Regions from separate parts of the Mus musculus genome. Here region 2 is linked to region 1. The links are chromatin contacts, called in public promoter capture Hi-C maps. All regions are on one chromosome and are shown on one strand. The core of a region is the stretch at or near the end of the contact, and the rest is flanking DNA. Distances in the headings are between cores, read along the strand shown. Region 1 holds the start of Klhl8 (kelch-like 8). Region 2 holds the start of Hsd17b13 (hydroxysteroid (17-beta) dehydrogenase 13).

The links. Promoter capture Hi-C pulls out the DNA fragments that hold promoters and counts their contacts.
Region 2: a contact with region 1 is called in a promoter capture Hi-C map of 3T3-L1-derived adipocytes, with 2.5 times the contacts expected there. The contact joins the promoter of Hsd17b13 here to the promoter of Klhl8 in region 1. A contact is called at or near these places in 6 of 39 promoter capture datasets (the 3T3-L1 cell line, 3T3-L1-derived adipocytes, the HPC-7 cell line and 3 more), 2 of 484 Hi-C or Micro-C datasets (Sertoli cells and liver), 2 of 115 datasets of contacts at active chromatin or transcription factors (both in embryonic stem cells) and 3 of 9 other capture datasets (adipose tissue, liver and pancreatic islet).

What each region holds. Positions count from the first base shown.
Region 1 is chr5:103,909,038-103,913,008 of GRCm38.p6, forward strand. Klhl8 (kelch-like 8) reads right to left here and starts at 2,222. Exons shown (of 10, transcript NM_178741.4): 1 at 2,079-2,222.
Region 2 is chr5:103,975,270-103,979,240 of GRCm38.p6, forward strand. It overlaps Hsd17b13 (hydroxysteroid (17-beta) dehydrogenase 13), which reads right to left and starts at 2,119. Exons shown (of 7, transcript NM_001163486.1): 1 at 1,837-2,119. The coding sequence starts at 2,046.

The DNA.
Region 1 (3,971 bases), core at 972-3,471:
GCAGACCTGAGCTCAGTCCACTATTATACCTCCTCAGAGCAGAGCAAACAGGCTGACCGACCACACATGAGATGCTGGCCCAGGACGCAGTAAACAGCAATTAGTGTATTCAATCTCCAGCACTGCAAAAACGTTTTTTAATTAGAAGATTTGAATATCCGATTTCCTCTTATTTCATTACTTAATATAAAACTTTCTTCCAGAGAAAGATATAATTATACTAAAAAGCCTACCACTAAAAATCATGGCTTTTTGTTTTTTTAGGAAACATTTGTTCCTGCTCATGTTTTTAACTCTTTATATACAAAAATAAATTATTTGTTGAAAATTCAGACATAAGAAATGGCTTAAGCTGGGTGGTGGTAGCATATGCCAATGCTGACTCTGGTGATAGATGCAGGGAGATCTCTCTTGAGTTCATGGCCAGCCAGTCTATAGAGCTAGCTAGTTCTAGGTCAGTCAAGGCTATACAGAAATGCCATCTCGAAAATCTGAAAGAAGAGAAAGGAAGGAAGAAGGGAAGGAGGGGAAAAGCTTAAATACCCATTTTTAGCCTTTTGTTTAGATTTTGCTGCTGCTGTTTTGAGACAAGACAGGCCCAGGCAGGTCTCAAACTCAGTGTAGCTGATGATGACTCTCAGCTTCTGGCTCTCCTGTCTCTCAAGTACTGGGATCACAGGTACACACCGACACATCCAGTTTGTGCAGTGCTGGACATGAAACCCAGGTTAGGCAAGCACTCTATTTGAACCCTAACATAAAGGACAGAATTTTGAGAGATCATGAAACATCAGTGTAGGTTCTGATACCACGAGGGACTTTACAACAGGGAGGTTGGGTTTCTGTAGGAATGGGGAAATTATACACTCTGGTTAGCTTTCGCTGTGACTTCAAATTAGGATTTGGAATTTATTAAGGAATGTGTAACGTTACAAATTAATAGCACTAACAGTTATCAAATGCTAAAAGAATAGTTTTAAACGTAAAAATTCAGACTGGAGATGTACTCAGTGGTAAGTAGTGTGTTCTCCCGGCATGCTCAAGGTTGGGGGGTGGGAGGTAGAGTGGAGGGGGAGGGGTAGAATAGGAGAGGAGGGGTAGAAAAATATAAGAATGAATATAAATCCAAGCGCATACAGCTGAATACAGCATCTTGTGACTTCTTTTTATACTTGTGTTCCAACTATTTGGTATTTTCAAGGCAACATGACTAAAGTTTTAAGTAGGTCAGTTGGTTTGACTGACAAACCAAAAAATAGGTGCCAGGAGAAAGCAGGCAGAGAAGCAAAGGCTAATGATAAAGCTACCTGCACGCAGTTCACAAGCTCTGGTAGCACTAGCAGAGGGTCTCTGCTCAACTAAACGTACCCCACCCGCCCCTTAGCACGGCCAGGGCTCACGGAAGATGGGGAAACAAGACTGAAAACAATTAACGAGGGGGGGGGGGGCGGGGAGAGAGAGAGAACAGCATTAAATAGAAAAAAGAAAAAAAGAAAAAAAACCCACGTGTACCTGGCAGGTTAATTACTGTGGCAACCCAGGTTCTAAGTAAGACCTATTGCCCAAAGTATCTGCCTACGCTAATACCTTAAGGTAAGAAGCAAAATATAAAGGTAGGCAATTAAAGCAGGTTGGCAAGAATATTCAAAACTGCGAGGATTTCCACGAAATGCATGATAATAAATACTGCCTGCAGGAAAAGGAAGGTAACAAGCTCCCCAAACCGTAACATCAGGGCCGTGCAAGCCCGGGAGACGGTTGGGAACCCCAAACTGTGTCCACAAATCGGGGACCCTCCCTGGAGCAAGCCACGAGCTCAGCCTGGAGCAGCGCCACCCGGCCGGGTACGGATTTTGCAGGAGCCCCGCGAACCCCGGGAGGGGGACACCCCTGAAGTCGCCCAACCCGGACCCCGAGCACCTGCGCCGCCGCTCAGGACAGCGCGGCCCGCGAGGCCCGCCCGGATCCCTTCGGTTCCCCGAGGGAAGGCGCCGGCGCCGCCCGGCAGCTCCTCACCGACGCGAGCGCGGGTGACCGCTCCAGGCTGAGACCCGCGCGCGGGATAACGCAGCGGTTACCTCTGTCCGCGGCCGCCGCGCAGGCCGAGCCGCCACACCCGCTCCGCGCCGGCGCCGCGCCAGCCCCGCTTGGACACCCCGGGGACGCGCTCACCGGCCCGACCGCTCGCTCGTGCCCGGCTCGGCCGAGCGCTCTTGAGAGCCGCGGGGGCGGGGCGGGGCGGGGCGGGGTGGTGAGGCACGAGCGTGCTGCGCGCCGCACTCTGGGAAATGTAGTTCTCTGTTGCCTCTTTGAAGAGCGCGCCTGCGTTTCCCTTCCATCCCTCCCAGTATTCATCCCCTGCGTGGGGAATATCCCAGATTTTATAGCTATTCCTATCAGTTTTATCTCATGCTCTGCAAAATGTATACAAAACAGCTTGTGTCTGCAAAGCAAGGAAGTAATTGAACTAAATACCGAGTGTTAAACACAATTGCTAGTATAAACTGGTGAGATAAGGCAAACTCTCAGTAAAGTTGCTGGAAATGTAGGGAAAAAGAGCAAGGGCATATATTAGGATAGTTCCCTGAACTCTTTTTTTCCAGGGCATTCTGAAGCTTCCAGAATCTTCAAAGCATATTCGAAATGTAGCCATAGACCAGGTGGCTTGGTGCAGGAAGATAAGGTCAGCTGTTCCTGTGGCTGAGATATAAAGATACAAATTGGATCCAGCCTAGGCAAACCACAGAGACTCCAGCTGGGCCTGAAGGAGACAGGTGTCATCACCTGCTCACTTGCACTGGTTTGCTTGTGCCAGCTAGACCCCAAAGGTCCCAGAACCTGCTCAAACATCACCCACGGGTGGGAACCGTTGCCTTAGGGCCACTTCTGCAGGGCTCCTCGAAAATGAGGATCCGAAGTCCCCTGAAACAGAGAGCTCAAATCCATCCTTCTTCCTCAAGTGGTTTTGGTCACGTATTTCGGTACAGTGAGAATAAATTGCTACAACTCTGGACCTAGAGAGGAATTTCTGTTGGCATAGCGGGTTCAGGCAAAAATAATAATAATAATAATAATAATAATAATAATAATAATAATAATAAATCTTAAAGTTAAATATTCATAGCAAATGGGGAAAAAACGAGGGAGCGGGGCAGCCAGGACAAGGACCTGTCCTTAGAGGGATACATCCATAACAACAATTTCACCTAATTATTTTACATATCTATAAAGTGAAGATAAACTAAAAAGAAACGAAGCATGTGGTTTTCTAAATCTAGAGATTTTTCTTAGCTTCATTTGAGAATACACAAGCTGGTTCATAAACAGAGGATATTAGACTCCCCTACCCTGATCTCTATGAATTAAAACCAGAAAGGATGTGATGACACCTCCTGAGTAATTATCTGATTGCACTGGGTGGGAATAAACGGTAATGTTAAATCCCAGTCGGCATTTGCATTTTATATTTTAAGTCTCCCCCTCTAATCCTGGATTAAAAGGCTTTAAACCTCCACCAACATTTCAGATGCTGTCTGCAAATGGATTCGGAAAACTTAATCAAGAAGACAATTTCATCTTCATCTGTAAAGGAGATGAAGCTTGCAGGCAGCAGCAGGAAAGTCTGGACAGAGTTGCGGAACGTCTCAGCGTGAAAATGAACCATCAAGACAATCACCTCCCTGCTGCAGCACCTCACTGGCTTGTATCCCTGTCTGCCCACTCATGGACTCTGACCATCCCCTTCCTCTATGCCAGTCTTACTTGTTTAAACTTCTCTGAACCAGGAGTTGTGGAATCCCAGCATTCAGGAGGCAGAGCAAGCGTTCCAGACCAGCCTGGGCTACATAATGATAACCTCGGGCTAACCTGGGCTACAGCAATGAAAGCCTGTCTAAAAAAACCAAAACAGAAAAAAACGGAAACAAAAAGCAATTACCTCCTGTGCTCTACCTCCAAGACACATTGGTGTC
Region 2 (3,971 bases), core at 869-3,368, 66 kb after region 1:
ATTTGATGTCTTAAATGTTTCATCATGAAGTTCAAGAATTCAAAGAGAAATTTACAAGGTTGAGTTACTCAGTTTTCAGGCACAGGAAAAAAAAAGTGGAAGTCATCTTTAATGTGACCTCTTTCTAGTTTTACTCTTTCTGTGTCTGAAAATTTTCAAATTAAAGGTAGTCTACTAAGTATTGATGTCTTCCCACCATGCACACTTGGGAGGTGATCTGAAGACCCGTGGACCATCTTCATGATGTATTCTCATTCTCGTTTATATTTTTTACGAGGGACTGAGAACAGCTGACTCAGTTTTCTCAGCTCCAAGAAGACTGCCTGGGACCTGTGCAGGATTTGATAATCTCAGAATCATCTCCAAGTACCGTGTTAGCTCATCTTGCCCACCAACGCCTGTATCTGCTAAGCAAAGATGCATGGTGCCTCTCGGGATTCTTCACTGCTCAAAAGGAACCAAAGCAGATTTAGCTCCTTATGTTCAAGAGCGTTCTGAAGGCTGGGAAAAGTGGTGTTAACTGCAGATGGCAAAAACGTAACAGAGGGTTACCTGAAGCCGAGCAAAACCCCAAGGAAAGCTTTGGAAACTCTGCTTCTCAACAAACAAACAAACAAACAAACAAACAAACACCAAAACCCCAGTCTCTCTAGTCTGAGCCACTGTATCCGGTACATGACAGCAGCGGTTTGTGGTTTCCTTGTAGTGCTGAGGCTCACACCCAGCCACAACTGGATCTAATATCTAGTTTGTATATTCTAGATAATTGTTGTACCGCTGGGCTACATCCCCAGTCCAGTTCTTCAAAGATTACAATCCCAGAGACAGTTTGTTGTGGCACATCTTTTTCACGACCTTTTGGGAATGTGCATGTTTAGGAGAAAGTGACACAGGACGTCAACACTTTCAGACTTAAGGTAGTTAAGAGCATTTATAAATAAACAGAGATCAACAACCTCTTAAATGTACTAGTGAAAGCCAGGCACTGGTGTAGACATTTCCATATGTGATGCTGCGTGCACCAGGCCATGCTAAGCACTTAAGTATTATTCTTTACCCTTCTTGCTCAGGACCCGGCAAGTATTTTTTCTTCTTCTGCAAAAGGTCAGATGTAAGTATTTTAGGATTGCTGGAGTGTGAGTGGAAGTACCATGGGTTTCTGCTGTTAGTTCTTCATGTGGTTTTGTTTGTTTGTTTTGAGAATCAATCCCTCAAATGTGTAAAAACCTGAGCGGTTGCTCGGTGATAGAGTGCTTGCCTGGCACGTGCTAAGGTACTGTGGCTCAGTGGTAGGTACTAAGACCCAGCTTCAGTCTATCACAGAAAGGAACAAATGAATAACAGAATAAATGAAAATCTAAAAGTATAAAAGTCACCCCTAGCTGTAATAAACTGCATATTGGCCAATTTGGTTGCTGGCAATCATTACCTGTAGATTTTGTCTCCCTCTGAGATTTTATCCCAATGGTAGAGTTTTTTGTTTGTTTTTTGTTTTTTAAATTTGAAGTTGAGGTAAGTTATGTGGCTTGCCTAATTTCAGCAGCTGGGAAGCTCTCTGGCTCCTGCGTCTCTTGTTATCAAGTTGTACACCACAGTAGAACCAACCAACCAACCAACCAACCAGTCAAACAAAATGAAACCCCCCAGGCTTAGTTCTCCAGCTCGTTGGTTCCATCTTGTTCACCTGTCGCAGGGATCCAGAAAGGACCCAGGAGTTTATTAAAACTTTGAAAAAGGAAAACACAGAGAAAAGCCAGCACTAAGTTACGTCTCTAGAGAAACATATGCCTTGTTATTTTGTGACTTTAAAAGATTGTTAGAAACACCTATTATTACCTTATTGATATCCCATAGAACCAGTCTGCTTTTCTGCTTTGCAAATTCATATGCAGTCAGCCTGCCTATTCCGTGTCCGGCCCCCGTGATGAGAACGGTCTGCCCGGTCACAGATTTCCTTCTCCGGGGAATGAAGAACTTTACCAGTGACTCCAGGTAGGAGTAGATGATGACGCCCACCAGAAGGAGAAATTCCAGGATGAGGTTCATGGCTCTGTTCTCACAACAGACACCTCTGCTCAGAGCTCCACAGAGAGCCCTGTCAGGTATTATGGGCTGCTGCAGAAGAGGCAGACTTTGACTGTGTCCCCTGACGAATCAGATACACCTTTGGTTTTTGAAATGATGCCAGTCTCTAACACAAGCGCAGCATAGGTCAGGGAACCCAGTGGGATGTGCCCTTTGGACCTGGTTATCTGAAAAGCAGTTATGCACCATGTTTCGACATGAAACTTCACCTCTCAAAGCTATTCTGGAAGTATTGCATCAGCTAATGGTCTGTTATCATTTGAATGTGTGTGTGTGTGTGTGTGTGCATGCACGAACACAAGCAAGCACATGTGTGCATTCATGTTAAATCAGGGTTGGGGGAATTAGAAATAGAAACATTATATTAAAGAAACTTTAAGGGATTAGTGACATGGCTTAGCAGTCAAAGTGCTTGCCATGCAAGCCTTTTACCTGAATATGATCCCCAAATCCATAGTGGAAGGAGATAGCCAACTCTACACACACATACACACAGAGAGGGAGACACACACACATAGACACACACTCATGTACACACACAGACACAGACACACTTACATACAGATGCACACATACAAACATACATGCATAGATACATACACACACATACACACACGCATAGACACATATACATGACACATATACATGTACACACACAGACACACACATGCACACACATACACAAATGCACACACTCACATACACACAGACACACATGCACACACACACACATGCATATAAAGTAAAAATGAGGAAGCTAAAATATGGGTCAACAAAGCTTAGCTGTTGAACGCATGCATTCACAGTTATGATCTTCCTCTGAAACCCCTGAGGTGGAGGAGAATGTAGGTTATAGGAAACAGCCAGTTCTCGCCATAACACTGGGAAAATCACCAGACCAGATATCATACACGTCAACTTAAAAGTGCTGCCACTGTCTCAGCCTGGGCGGTGGTGACAAATACTGTGGGCTAGGTGGCTTATTACACAGTCCTAGTGTCTGTGTAACCTAAGCTGTATGTGTGTCAAGTGGGAACTGGCATCTTGGTTTGCAGACAGCTGTCATTTCATGGCCACTGCACCCCAAAGAATGAGGAGGAACTTCTCTGTGGTCAACTTTATAAAAACCATAGACAGCCATCGTGACGTAATCACCTCCCAAAGTTCCAACATTCTATATTAATAGGAGCTAGATTCCAGCATAAGAAATTAAGGGGACACATTCTGGATAGAGTAACTTCTAATAGTGGAAAAGGAGAGATCACCCTTGTCCATCAATGGATGGGTAAAATATCAGACATACATACGATGGGATAGTATTCTTCCTTTAAAGAAAGAAATTCAGATACATGCTACAACATGGTGATCCTCAGTTATAATATGCAAAAGGAAATAAGCCAGACACAAAACCTCCCACGTTCTGAATCTGTTTGTATGAGGCACCTAAGACAGTGAGAGGCCAAACCTACTCCATCTTAGGACCAACCTCCATCTTAAAGGAAAAACCAAAAGCCTGACAACTTGACCTGCAGCAGAACCCAAGCTGGACCCATGTACCAGGATGGACTCCACGGCTTGTTCTTGGCCAGAGTTACTCCTAGATACTTCCTAGCAACAGTTAATCAAATATCAGTCAGATTGTTTCAGATGTACTTTCAGACCATTTGTGACTGTATACAGTTTTGCTTCAGAGCACCCACCTGTCGGTCTACAATAGACATTCAGTTAGTTGCTTGCCAGGATAGACACCCTCTCACTTACTTCCATTTCCTATAAAACCTTGTCCTGCTGAGGGTTTGAGGAGGGCCCAAGCCAGAGATTTTAATAAGGAGACCCTAATGCTATTACATTTGAAATGGCTCCTTGGTGGTCTTTTGGCCTTGATG